4 separate regions of the Mus musculus genome follow, and regions 2, 3 and 4 are each linked to region 1. Evidence: chromatin contacts called from public ChIA-PET data. All regions are on one chromosome and are shown on one strand. The core of a region is the stretch at or near the end of the contact, and the rest is flanking DNA. Distances in the headings are between cores, read along the strand shown. Region 1 has its middle 7.3 kb from the start of Gm32126. Region 2 overlaps Lpp (LIM domain containing preferred translocation partner in lipoma). Region 3 overlaps Lpp (LIM domain containing preferred translocation partner in lipoma). Region 4 overlaps Lpp (LIM domain containing preferred translocation partner in lipoma).

Region 1 (3,294 bases), core at 424-2,923:
TTTCTGCGTTATTTATTGACATAGTTCCCTAAACTTAAGGGAAGAGGTCCAAACTTTGAGTGGAGTCTTTCCAAGAGAAGAGGTAAATAGTATCTGTGACATTCCAAAGATTTACCCTTTGGAGAAACTGGGAGAGAGGGAGGGGAAGAGGGAGAGGGGGAGGGGGAGGGGGAAGGGGAGGGGGAGAGGGAGGAGGAGGAGGGAGAGGGAGGGGGAGAAGGAGAGGGGGAGGAGGAGGGGAGAGGGGAGAGGAGGAGGGGGAGAGGGGAGAGGGGAGAGGGGAGAGGGGAGAGGGGAGAGGGGAGAGGGGAGAGGGGAGAGGGGAGAGGGATGCATTCCACACTTGGTGTAGGATCAGACTTGATTGGAGCAGACCAGAGGAGGAAGTTGCTACTAGACAGAATATAGTTAAGAGCTTTTGAATCATCTAAACTGATAGGACAGGGAGCTGCCCTAGGATGAGAATCTCACCCCAGAAGCAGTTCCACAGAGGCAATAGAAAGGATGCTAAATGGAAAAAGACAAGGCAAGAGGGTTTCAGGATATAAAAATGTCCCAGTTGGTATCCTATGAATCTCTCCAAAAGTCTAACATTTCTTTCTCTGAACAAGGGAATGTTCTAGAACAGCCATGGGAACAGAATGGCAATAGGTAGATTGAAACTTGGACAAGCTCATCTCTCTTCTCCCACTGTAAGAGAACCATGGGATTCTGCTCTCCAAAAAAAGAAAAAGAAAAAAAGAAAAGATAGTAAAGAACCAAGACAATCCAAGGCACTGTCCTAATTCCTAAGTTCAGATAATATGTGTAAGTCTTTGCTTTCAAATGGACTGTGGGAACTTTTATAAAACCACAGTTCCCTTGGCTGCTGTGTTAGGACCTAGTCTATCACATGTATAGTCAGTGTATAGTCAGTATCACTCAGCTTCAGGTGGGACTGGGCTTGAAGGACCACACTGCATGGCCTAGCATGTGAAACACCAGCAGAGGGTAGGGTTGGGGATTTGTAGGGCTGGGGTGGTCATAAAACCTTTGTCAGAATTTGTCCTGCTCCCTTGAGAGACCAATGGGATCATCAAGGATGTCTCTACTGCCCATCGTAATAACACTACAGGATGCTTATCTTTCATGGTCTAGGACCAAGTTGGAGGACTAATATATATCTGTAGTCCCCTCTCTCGTAGACCTATGAAGTCTTATTGATAATGGTGCTTTCCTCTTACTTATTTTACCATGGAAGTCAGGTGGCTGTTTTTGCCTAACAGTACTGCCATCCTGGGCACTCAGGCTGCAGAGCAAATACTTTGAATTCAGCAGTTACTCATGCACAGAGTGCTGGAAATGCAAGCAGCACTAAATTTAATAGCATTTCTTCATCTTTAGAGTAATGAAAACTGAGGCCTAGAGGGGTTGTGTAAATGTAATTATCCATTAGCCATTAACCTTGACCTGCATGATCTTAAGACTTAAAAGGTCAACAGATGTCTAGAGCTTTAGATTGTGGGCTACAGTGCACTAAAGAATTATACATAAGGTTTGATGGAAGTTACCGGAAGACTGGACTTGGGAACCATATCACTGAGGTGTAGATTTCTCACTGTTACTGCGCAGGCCCATCTTTCCACTCTCAGTAGCTCTGGGTCCTGTCATCTCTAAAGTGTGGAGGGTAAGGCTTGTATGACTGATCTCAGAAGTTCTGGTAAGCATCAGGAGAGAGAAAGGATGTGAAAGTTGTTTGTACTTGCTATGTAAGTGCAGGAATCCTTCTTCCTGCTAACAGGTTGATGCTGCAGGCAGAGCTCAGAGGATGTGTCTGTTTTCAGTGGCCTCTCTCCTCCTGAGGGTACTTTGCATGAATCTGTCCGCAGCGTTCATCTTTTAACCGCTGTCACGAGCTAACAAGGTGTCAGTCACTCTCACCGAGCCACTTATCGTATGGCATGGGATAACCGAACCTACAGCCACACTCACAAAGAGCTGAGGTGACCACTGAGGGAAGAGGGAAGTTCTGAGCTTAGCCATGCTCTCAAGAGATATTTAGATATTTGACTCATTATTATATATATATATCCAACACACCTTCCACAGTCTGTGCTGTTTACACTGAAAGCGAAAAAGTTGAAAGGGAAGAATCCTGCAATAACACAGCAAAAGAAACGGGGGCGTGAGGGGAGACAAGGACAGGGCTGATGAAGCCTCGGCATCTTATCTCTGGACTATAATTGACGATCTGAATGTTAGTATGAGATCTAAAGTGAAATGAATCGGTGGTTTCAGTTCCGGATATGGTATGCAAAGAAAAAAAAAAAAAAAAAACCTTGCTCTTTGAAATTCAGCACTTCCTTGTCTGTGCTTCAGGAAGCCACACGCCTGGTGTTGAGTGTGGAAACTGACTCATATCTGGCCCTTTGAGATTAGCCTCTCCAGCCCCCCCCCCCCCAGACTGTGGGCAGGATCTGGGGCCTAATGGGAAACCAGAATGGGGTCTGGCCTAATCTGGATCAGACACAACATCATTGGTACACATGCCTTTCAAGGTCCTTCCACATGGTTCTAGAGGCAGTGGCTCTTCTGGGCCATCCCCAGAGCATTGACGGTGCACTTGGCAGTGGGTAAGTGACCTGAGATGGAAGGAAACAGAATCACAAATGCAGTGCCTCCCAGCACTGTACTGTCATGTTAAAGGAAACCAGAGAACTGAGCCACTTGGTGGAAGTGCCTGGCCCTGAGATCTTATCATGTGCCTTCCCACCAAAAAGCCTCAACAATTAACAGCCATTTTCCCCTTTGACTGTCCCAACAAGCTTCTGTATGATAGTTAGGGGTTAGGGACAGGGAGAAGTAATTTGCACTTATTTAGAGTTTATTGAGAAGGAAGAAGCTTATCAGAGACTATAGCATGAAACCCTGGGCAGGTGGCAGGGAGCTCGGGTCTCCTGCACTCAGCCATAAGTGGTTTCCAGGCATTTTACAGACCGTCTCAAGACGGGAAAGGCCCACTAAAACAGCATATCTGTTTGGTTCTAGTTTTCATGTTCAAAAATATCTTGCCCAGGAGGAGGGTGAAGGTGCTGGCTTAAAAGAGAAGTCAATGGGAGACAGAGTGCAGAGAGAAAGAACCAACAGAACCCAGCTCAGCAGTAGAAGGTCCAAGGTCCTTTTTGACCTTTGGCTAGACACTTAATCTCTCTGACCTTCCCTGACCCCATCAGTACAGTGCAATTGCTACTTACAAAATGAGATCATGCATGGGGAAGTATTTGTTTTATGGATGGAAAGCGCCATGCAAAGATT
Region 2 (3,294 bases), core at 463-2,962, 830 kb before region 1:
AAGGCACCTGCAGGCTGGCACATTCACCCAGGAAAAATCATGTGACAGCAAATACCACACTAAAAATCTATTCAACCACATGAGAAGTGAGACAAACATGAGGATTAAAAGTCTCAGGAATGCAGAAGTGAATGGGACGGAGTATAATCTGTGCAAAAATGTGGAAGTCCTTGGAACAAAGGCTCACCAAGGCCTTGCATGATTAAATGTGAAATGTGTATTTGGTAAGAACGTAGACAAATCGTATTCTCTATGCGCTTCTACAGAAAGGTTAATAGCACATGAAGAACAGAGACTATCCTAGTGGTTGAGCTATGCCTCTATTTTTCTACTTCTTCTCTTATCTTTTTCTTGTGTTGCGCTCTTCTTGCTGGCATGCACTCGGCAGCTGAGCTGGCTATTGACTCTACAGGTCAGTGCTTGCCTTGGCCGTCAAGACCCTGATGCGAGCCGAGTTGCAGGTCTTACAGAGAATGTGTCCATCCAAGGGGTAGCAGCCTTGGTTGTCTCCTTCGGACAGAAGACCACCACAGTCCTAAGGAAATGAAGACAGTGATGTAAGTGAACTGAACTACAGGGATAAACCCACTTTCCCCGAGCCTCTTAAGAGGCTTTCATAATGGGGACATTGTACCCCAACACTAGTACAAGTAGTAGCAGATTGTGAATGAAACTAAATTAGAGATTAACAACATAAATGCAATGGTAGCCAGGAGTAGTGGCACATACCTTTAATCCTAGAACTCAGGAAGCAGAGGCAAGTGGACCTCTATGAGTTCAAGGCCAGTCTAGTCTACATAGAAAATTCTAGCCAGGAAAGACTAGATAGGAAGACCCTGTCTCAAAACAAAACAATACAAATAGTGTAAAATGACTCTTCTAATCACCAAATACAAAACATAGTACAAAGAAGAAAATGCCTACAGATCTCAGCTCCCGGGGTAGCTTTCTCTCCTAAACAACAGTGAAGAAAAAAAAAAGCATCCCCTCCCCCAGCCTACCCTCTGTACTCAGTTTTAGGATTTCTTCAGAAGAATGGACAGGAACAAGAATAGAAGTTTATAGCTATTTAAATAAAAGGAAAGTGATTTCTGTCATGTAGAAAGGCTACCAGTGGCTTTTGCATATTTACTGCAATAGTAGCAAGGACATAAAATTTCAAGAGCTGGGAAGACTGATAATTGGTAACATTTTCCAAAAGGGATAGCATGGTGAAGAGGAATTTATGGGAGACCAGGAGATGAGCTCCCTGGGTGCCATTGTGAGGTTTGGCACGGTCTGTGAAGGCTGCACACAAGAATGAATACTACTCTGGAAATAATTCAGGCATTTTCTCCCCTACTGAGCTTTTGGGATGGTCAAGGCACATAATGGACATGAATGAGCAAAATGCAAAGAGTCACATTCATGTGAAATATGGTGCTGCTGTTGCTAACTGTGACTGCCTGTTCTGTAAGGTGTTAGGTAGCACTGGAAGCCAGCCCTTGCCTTTAGAAGAAATGGGAGTCTGCTTGGAAAATAATCAGAGTCACATTTAGCACGGTGTGCCTTGCTCACGTTGACAGAAGCTGTCACAGGCCATGGCTGCTGCAGAGTTACCCTCTGCTCTCTGAGAGTGGCAAAGAGATGAATGAAGCCAGGCCTAGAGCTGACAATAAACTCAGGGTATAAACAAGGCTGACCCAAAGTGCCACAGCAGACACCATTATGATCCACAGGAAGTGTGGCTTTGCCAAAAAGAACCAGTGATATATGATACTTTGAGATTTCTTCAGGAAGTGAGTAATGGAATCAAACCAAAAAAATATTCTAAAGAACATGATTCATAGAAGACACAGTTTTACATCTTCTCTTTCTCCTTCACCCTCTCCCTCCCTTCCTCCCTCCCTCTGTGTGTGTGTGTGTGGATGTGTATGTATGTGTGTGTGTGCATGTGCGTTACACATACACAAGGGTCAGATTTTGACAATGTCTGATGTCTTCCCTGTCATCCTCTCCTTGTTATGTTTTAGGATGGGGTCTCTCTCTGAATGTAGGGGTCACTTCAGTTTGGCTGGAGTGACTGGTTAATTAGCTCTTAGATGTACCTGTACCACCACCACCACCACCACCACCACCACCACCACCACCATCATCATCATAGCCTTTCCACTAGCTTAATAGTTTACAATATTCTGTGACATAATTTTCTGTTTAGGTCTCAAAGTCTTATCTGGAGGAATAAGAAATAGAAGCATTTAATATATACAGGGAGAGGGCCGTGGCTATGAAGAGTGGGGTAAATTGAGTGACGTAAGTGTATTATTAACAGCCTGTGTCAGAGCTAGAAACTGTGAGTGTTAAGGTCTTTGTTAGGCACCATAATCTCCAGGTTTTATGATTGCTCTGACTTGGGGATGCCACAGACCTCACAGCGATAGCAGTGCACATGGAAATCACGGTCCAGAGCCACAATGCGGACAGTCTCCTCCTGGCCTGGGGCTGGCATGATAGGTTCCTTGCACACAGAACAGCGCGGGGCAAATTTCCTGAAAATAGAAAGAATTCTGGTGAGATGTCAAGTACAGGAGAAGGGTACAGAAGGAAACAGAAAGACTCAAAGGCTGACACCTGTGCTGTATTTCCTGTGTGACCTTGACCGAAAGAGACTGAGGCAGCAGAGGCCTCCCCAGATGGTGTGTAGTGCTCTCTGTCAGGGAAGAGGATGGATCTGCCTTGTACAGAGAACACCAGGGAACGCATTAGCAGGCAGCATGTAGGATGCAGCAATCCTGTGCACAGGACTATTCCATGGGCATGAGCTAGCTGAACACAGGAAACAAGGTCCTGCCTAAACATGGATGAGAAAGGTCTTGGTAGGCCCTGGCTACCCTCTGACTTGCTTCTATTAGTATTCCTTCATTCTGCCATAGACAAATAACCTAACATTATTAATCTCTACAGCCTCTTTCGTTAAAATGTGTCTTGAATTCTTGACCACAGGAAACCTCAAACACACATTTGCATATATATCATTTGTGAAGGTGTGAATTGAGATATGATTTGGCATAGACACACATAAGAACTGAAGACAATCCTTAAAAGATACACAGAACCAGCATGTCTGAAATCCTATTACTGAAGAGGCTGAGGCAGGAGGATCATCCTAAATTCCAACCTAGCTTGGGCTACTGGGTGAGCTCCTGTTTCAACACCGAAAAACCAGTGAGAGAGAGAAAGGGGATGTTGAGATATTAAGAAAGTTACTAAAGTTTTCATGGTAATAGTTTTAGGATTAATGATGATAAAATTTAT
Region 3 (3,294 bases), core at 435-2,934, 760 kb before region 1:
TCCTTGCCAGAGGCTTAGAGATGCCAAAAATGTTTAGGAGTCCTCATTCTTGATATGTTTCTTAAATGACTTTAAGGTCGCCTCTCCTAAAAAAGCAATGTTAGTGTAGCAACAAAAACTCCTTTATGAAAAAAAAAAAAACTTATGGTCACATGAATAGCATCTCTAGCCTGGGTGTAGACCTCACATCACAGTTGGAATGTGCCAATCATTTGGCCAAGGGATCCCCTCTTGAAAGGCAGCTCATCCCTCACCACTGTGAACAGTCAGATGGAATAGTAACTCTTTAATGAGATGCTGCAGCTTTCCTTACCATAACTCCTGTTCTTAGTGTAGAACCTTACCAGGCCACAGCCATACAGCTTTGCAATGGAAGTCTGCCTGCTGTTCTGAATCATTCAGACAAGGGTAATGTCTCCCTTTCTTTTCTATAGGAGAGGAAGGAGGAGGAGGAGGGGGAAAAGGGGAGGAGGAAGAGGAGGAGGAAGAGGAGGAGGAGACCTGTGTCACAGAGCAAGACAGAAAATGATCACTTTGAATCAATTTTCAAAGACAAGATGATGCTGGAATTGGTCATATAGCATTTAGGCATAAAAATGTGAACAAGATATTTCAGTACCAGGCATAGAATCAGAAAGGCAAGGTCAAACATGATTTCTTGGGGACTATAAAGGAGGCCAGGATCAGTATAGTATTAGACAGAATGCATGGGGTCAGACAACTGGGGTCAAACACAAACCTAATTCACAGAATTTCTACATGTAAAGGTTTAGACAATTCTATGATTTTAATTTATGAGCAACAATTAGTGTGTAGGAACAGTCACACATGAGGCATCATGGAAAGACAGACTGGACTGACTTACATACGTTACAGCCACTTGAATTGTCCCTCACTCCTATGGCATGTGGCAGTCTGGGAAAGAACATGCTGGGAGCCTGACTCTGGCTTTCTAGCAAACTATGACAAAGACAGGCTTCATGCTCTGCCGGCTTCTGTCCTGTTGTGCTTTGCCAAGTCACTGAAGCCCACAACCCTTGGTCGGCTCAGAGCCCAGAGCTGTATCTGTGTTTCCAGGACAGCTAGCTAAACACAATGCCTCTCAGAGCTACTCTATTTCTTGAGGAGAAAACACAATCAACAAATTTGTTGTCAGGGCAGATTTGTGAGGCTGGCAGTTTGAGATCTAATTTTAAAGCTTGTCCAAATTTTGGAGAGGAAACCTGCCATTTCAACAGGAAGAAAAGGAATGAAGATTAAGGAGGTCTAGCTCAGTCAGGATAGATATTTTTTTAAAAGATTATAAAAGGGGGAGCACCATGGCTCACACTGTACAGAAAAGTGGAGTATGCTGGCTTCAGAAGGATTTACGCTGGACCTCTTTCTGGAAACAAGTGCCAGGAAGTCATCTGTAATAAGCATTGCCTAACAGACAAAAAGACAGGGATGGCTCCAAGTTCAAGGTGTCTCTCCTAAATCATGTGATAGAAAATGCAGATGTGTTCACATCTGGAGCAGGAAACATGGTTTACTCTTTAGGTTGTATTTTAGCTGAGCCATGCTTTAATTTAAGCTCCTCTTTCTTTCAGCTTTAGAAAGTAAGGCGCTTCACAGAGAGAGATATGGAACACGGGGTGTGGCTAAAACCCACAACACTCAGGGAGCAGATTCTCTGTTCACTTACTCATGGTGCTGCCTCCGCCTCTTCCCTGCTGCCAAAGACCTTTCAGGAAAAGCTGGTAATGGATGAGTGTGTAAGAAATAATGAAATAGCTAAGCAGTCTTTGCCTTTTGGGAGAAAGCCCAAAGTCCTTAGCAAGACCTCTGTCCATCTCAAAACCCGCCTTACTTCAAGCTGCTCTCTCGGTCTCTGACCACAGTGGCCTCTTTCAGGTCCTCAAGTCAGCAAGTTCCACTGCCTGAGACGTCTAACCTCCTGTCCACTCCTCAGCTCAGTAAGGCATCACTTCCTTAGGAATGAGTGCCGTGACCCTTCTGTCTGTTCTTTATTGGAAATGAAAATCCTAAACCAGACTGAAAGTCTGCTTCACTGACTGTTCAACATCCACAGCTTACAAACAGCAGCCTCCTAGATGAGTTTTGTTAATAGGTAAATATATTTTTTCCTTCCCAAAAAATAAGGTGTCCCCAATTTTCAAAACAGAGAAATTAGAGGTTAAATTACCTAACTGGGGTGAACCAAGAACATATGTTTTAGTCACTGGTTCAAATTAGATTATTATAAGGAACACATATAGGAACAATATATAAGTTTATTTTACTTAGAGAAAGCTAAATCAACCACAGTTTGTTCTGAGGTACCACAGCTTCCTGTTTCAGACTGAACCACACCAATACGAATGGCTCTGGAATGGTGACAGAGAGCAAAGACAGGCTAGACATGCATCGAAGCATCCCTGCTTTGTGGCTCAGCTTAGTCATACTTCCAACCGTGTCTTGTAATTATCACCTGAGTCCCAGCCCATGGAGTATGGTAGAAGGAACATGGGGTCACTCTTCCAGGATGGCAATCAGCTGCAGCTCCTGATGAGACCCTGGCCACCATCTTTCCTCCTGTGTCCAAGGCTAAGGCTGTAGCCTGTGGGCCTTAGAGCTCTAGAGCAATGGTAGACCTGGCAGCAAAGTGGGTTCATGTCCCTGAGTCCACAAGTGGAAACCAACAAGGAGCCATTATTGAAAAAATAACTATTGTATTAAAGCACTAAGTTTTTAAATATGCAATAATAATATAACATAACATCAAAAACATATAGATGTAATATGTTGTCATTAATTTAACTAGTATTGGTGTGCTTATACACACACACACACACAGACACACACACACACTACCACCACTATGTGTGTATGGTGGTCAGAGGATAATTTTGGGCATCTGCTCTCACCTTCACCATGGGCTCCAGGCATGAGGGCAATAGCCTTGTGAAGCAAGCACTTTAAACTACTGAGCCCTGGGCCTGGCCTTGATGTTTATTGAGTTCCCTTCAATGTAAAGGTCATGGCCAGATCAGCACCAGCCTAAGGCTCTGATTTCTGGTGCAGCAGTCCTTCCTTCACTGCATAGACTAATTTCTGTCACTTTTCTCCTTTGTGCTGGGGCTTTTTTTCTTAAAAAAAATCCTTGGTTAGCACATGAAAATGCATTCGGAAAAGGTTGCTTTCTTTTCTTTGCTCCCTCCTTGTCCTACTGAGCCCAACAAAATATAAATTGAGAGCAAGACAGTGGCAGAAGACAGTACCTGAGTCATTCAAACTCTGCTGATCATTCACTTT
Region 4 (3,294 bases), core at 303-2,802, 550 kb before region 1:
ATCTTCCTGTCTACAACCTGTCTCATTGATAGAGTCCTGCCAGCTTTCACATCTAGGTAGTTTGAAGCATTACTGCCTGTTGTCTGTTTTCCAGCAGGAGGCCACCATGACTAGAACACTTCTCATCAAAGCCTCCAGATGTTCCCCAGCTCCCTCTAAGGAAGACCCAGAGTCCAGAGCCCTGTGCCATGATCAGGAGCTGCTTTCTTTCTCACTGATACCTAGCATCTTGATTCACAGAGTGCAGCAGCCAATCCAGGCTGCTTTCCAATCTGACCCATGCCATTGCTGGCTAGAATCTGTGCCGTCTTTTCTCCTCTATCCCCTAAAATAACAAAAAATTGAAACGTGCCTGTCTGGAACATCCTTTAACATGCATCTAATAGCTTGTTTCAATACAACCTAGGTAGCTGTGCTCCAATGCTACCTCATCTTAAGTGTCTCCCCAGAAACCCCAGAAAAAAACGCAATGACCAGACCATCCCATCCCCTCTATGTTTTACCTTCAACTTTCTCTCTACCACTTAGTTAGACTTTAGTACATAATTGTCTGCTTTTGAATCCTCTCCCACAGGAAAATGAACCCTTTAAGGACGTACATTTCACTTTATTTGTGATTGTACCCTCACCATCCAGAAAACATTCAACAATGTCCACTAAGTACCTCATAAAAAGAGATAAATGAGTCCTTCGGTTACTTCTCTTGCAATTCCAGAAATAAGATGTGAGTAGAAGAATTTAATAGCATAAAAAGTCACATAGCAATGCAATCACCTTTAGAAGAGAGTTGCAGTTTTACTCAATAAAGGTAAAATATTATATGTTACCATCGATTTGGATTGTGAGTAATAGAATATAAAACTTGGACTCAGCTGTGCTGGACTGGAATGAGAGTAAGTAGGTGATGCAGGCTTTGTTCCCGGCACTGCCCCTTGTGGGCCTCGGGCAGCAGAGAGAACTCCACACATGTGGGACTTCCTACTTCTGGGATTTGGTATAAATTCAACTACCACTCATTCAAAAGATAGTGTCTCGGGGTTTGTTTACAGGACATATTTCACTGTTGTCAACTCTATTCGCAAGTTTAGAAAGGAGTCACATTTGAAATTGTGTGGCATTTCCAGAAAACATTATGCCACATCACTAACACAGAAAGTAGGCATAGCAGGTTCTTCCTCTTCACACACCAGTGGGTGTGAGATATCATCAACTACAACATAGAAGGGAAAGTAGTCAGGATGCTAAGCTCTTCCAGAAAAAAAAAAAGCACCCCATTCACACATGAAGATACATGGCAGTTTTCCTTTAATGCACACACTTCCAATGCTTGCTACACCAGCTCGCAGATATAAGGGATTGATACTCTGTGTTCTCCTGAGTAGTAGAGGTGACCTTTCAAAAGCCACCCCTCCTCATCCCCCAGCCTGCAATCCCATGGAGATCAAAGCCAGCTTGCTATTATGCAGTAACATTTCTGTGATCAGATACAGTGTGGGCTCTACAATTCTATGTATGTCAAGACATTTTCACATAAGTGACTCACTCGGTAGAGGCTCCGGCAGGGCACACCACACTCACACCTTCTCTTTTGAGGTTGAGCCCACCTCAGGAGAGTTACAAGAGAACATCCTGTTTAGCTGATCTGCTCTGCAACTCAACAGTGTAACTGGACTTGACTTAACAATACATCTTCTCTTCCATAATCTATCACAAAAATCTTTCCATCTATTTCTGTTCTCCAGCTCATATGTATGACAAGTCAGTCTTAGACAAGCATACACGTTAATCACCTATTCTTACATTAAAGGCACCAGGAAACAGAGGTGATGATTAGACTTCCTAAATATGTTCACAATTCCAGGGAGAATGGGTACTGCTCCTGGGGTGAATATCTGAAGGTCTATGCTGGCTCAGTCACTGTACATCAGCTCCAGGAAGCACCACAACGTGGGCTGCACTGTAACTGAGGCACATAATCGTGCTGTTCTTGGGCAGGCTACAAGCGGCTTGAAAAAGCTAGGGCAACTTTTCACAGGTCGATAATATGATTGGCCTATGTCTTAGTGAACACTACCATGGTCTATAAACTGGAAGCTTGGTAAATGTGATACTCTTGAGCTGGGAATCTTTAGAAGGTGGATCTTGTGAAAAAAGCAGATTATGAAATGAATGCTCATGGAGGCAAACCTTGCCTTCTGATATATGCATATGAGGACACTCTTCCCATGATGCCATTTGCCTTGAAGTAAGGGCAGAAAAACTTGGCTGTTAACAGAGCCATATTGCTTGAATGTCAACCTCCAAGAATTTTTATTTTAGCTCCAGGTCTTTTGTTACAGTAATAAAACATACTAATAACAACCAACAACAACAAAATTCAGAAAGGCTTTAGACCTTGAGTAGTATTCCCATCAGGGCAAAACCAAAGCAAGGAGAAAGAATAAAATAATGATGTGAACATTTACAACATACAAGATACTGAAATGTGTTCCAAGAACAGGTAACCACTGTACTTCATTTCCCGTGGAAACCGCTACAAATCACTGTTGGCTAGCAAGGACCTGCTACTGACCTTAATGAGATATTACACAACAGACTGCATATGTCTGCACTAAATGAATGAATTCCCTGTTACTATCAACATAAACTCAGGATGTATTACCTAAAGGAAAAAGCCTACTTCCTGTCTGAACACTTCATCTCTTTTTGAAATGTACCATTTTAGAAGAGTATAAAGCTGCTTTTCTGGGCTTATGATGGGTAAAATAACAACCTAGTAATAGTCAAATTGTAACTTCTAGATCTTGTGGACAAATTTCTTTATTTGCCAGAATAAACGCTGAAGATGTGGTTAACCATAAACAATCTGAGATGAAGACAAAGACCTGAATTACCCAGGTAGACCTAATCTAATCACACAAGGCCCCCAAAGCAGAAATACTCCCTGTATAATCAGATGGAACCATATGGAAGAAAGCATAGTCAAAGAGCTGATTTATTGCAGGCTTTCCAGACAGTGGATGAGGATATAAACAAAGGAATGCAGGCAGGCTCTAGAAGCTCAAACGAGAAAGGATATAAACTTTCTCTATTCATTTTAGCCCATTGAGACTAAACAAATAAAGAAATTTGTCCACAAGATCTAGAAGTTACAATTTGACTATTACTAGGTTGTTATTTTACCCATCATAAGCCCAGAAAAGCAGCTTTATACTCTTCTAAAATGGTACATTTCAAAAAGAGATGAAGTGTTCAGAGACTAAACTTGTAAACCCCAAAACTAAATAAAAGTAA

What was found. ChIA-PET counts read pairs in DNA pulled down with a chosen protein or histone mark.
Region 2: a contact with region 1 is called in an RNA polymerase II ChIA-PET map of memory CD8 T cells, with 29 read pairs. The contact joins two enhancer-like sites. A contact is called at or near these places in 1 of 484 Hi-C or Micro-C datasets (bone marrow-derived macrophages) and 5 of 115 datasets of contacts at active chromatin or transcription factors (CD8 T cells, acute myeloid leukemia, bone marrow-derived macrophages and 1 more).
Region 3: a contact with region 1 is called in an RNA polymerase II ChIA-PET map of memory CD8 T cells, with 39 read pairs. The contact joins two enhancer-like sites. A contact is called at or near these places in 2 of 15 datasets of contacts at CTCF or cohesin (CD8 T cells and large pre-B cells), 3 of 484 Hi-C or Micro-C datasets (CD8 T cells, cerebellar granule neurons and pro-B cells), 6 of 115 datasets of contacts at active chromatin or transcription factors (CD8 T cells, bone marrow-derived macrophages, effector CD8 T cells and 3 more) and 1 of 9 other capture datasets (embryonic stem cells).
Region 4: a contact with region 1 is called in an RNA polymerase II ChIA-PET map of memory CD8 T cells, with 25 read pairs. The contact joins two enhancer-like sites. A contact is called at or near these places in 4 of 115 datasets of contacts at active chromatin or transcription factors (CD8 T cells, T-cell acute lymphoblastic leukemia, memory CD8 T cells and 1 more).

The regions. Positions count from the first base shown.
Region 1 is chr16:24,150,595-24,153,888 of GRCm38.p6, reverse strand. No RefSeq gene overlaps it. Among named protein-coding and RNA genes, the nearest start is that of Gm32126, 7.3 kb to the left of the region's middle. Within about 2 kb of position 1,673, at least 134 of the 459 cell types and tissues checked have an H3K27ac peak or open chromatin away from gene starts, as enhancers often do. A contact at or near this core is called in CD8 T cells, bone marrow-derived macrophages, memory CD8 T cells and 2 more, where this site is marked.
Region 2 is chr16:24,976,434-24,979,727 of GRCm38.p6, reverse strand. It overlaps Lpp (LIM domain containing preferred translocation partner in lipoma), which reads right to left. Exons shown (of 13, transcript NM_178665.5): 12 at 2,408-2,528; 13 at 1-535. The coding sequence ends at 407. Among named protein-coding and RNA genes, the nearest start is that of Gm52245, 37 kb to the right of the region's middle. Within about 2 kb of position 1,712, at least 40 of the 459 cell types and tissues checked have an H3K27ac peak or open chromatin away from gene starts, as enhancers often do. A contact at or near this core is called in CD8 T cells, bone marrow-derived macrophages and memory CD8 T cells, where this site is marked.
Region 3 is chr16:24,912,276-24,915,569 of GRCm38.p6, reverse strand. All of the region lies in intron 10 of Lpp (LIM domain containing preferred translocation partner in lipoma), which reads right to left. Among named protein-coding and RNA genes, the nearest start is that of Gm52245, 27 kb to the left of the region's middle. Within about 2 kb of position 1,684, at least 143 of the 459 cell types and tissues checked have an H3K27ac peak or open chromatin away from gene starts, as enhancers often do. A contact at or near this core is called in CD8 T cells, bone marrow-derived macrophages, memory CD8 T cells and 2 more, where this site is marked.
Region 4 is chr16:24,702,704-24,705,997 of GRCm38.p6, reverse strand. All of the region lies in intron 7 of Lpp (LIM domain containing preferred translocation partner in lipoma), which reads right to left. Among named protein-coding and RNA genes, the nearest start is that of Mir28a, 120 kb to the left of the region's middle. Within about 2 kb of position 1,552, at least 21 of the 459 cell types and tissues checked have an H3K27ac peak or open chromatin away from gene starts, as enhancers often do. A contact at or near this core is called in CD8 T cells, memory CD8 T cells and regulatory T cells, where this site is marked.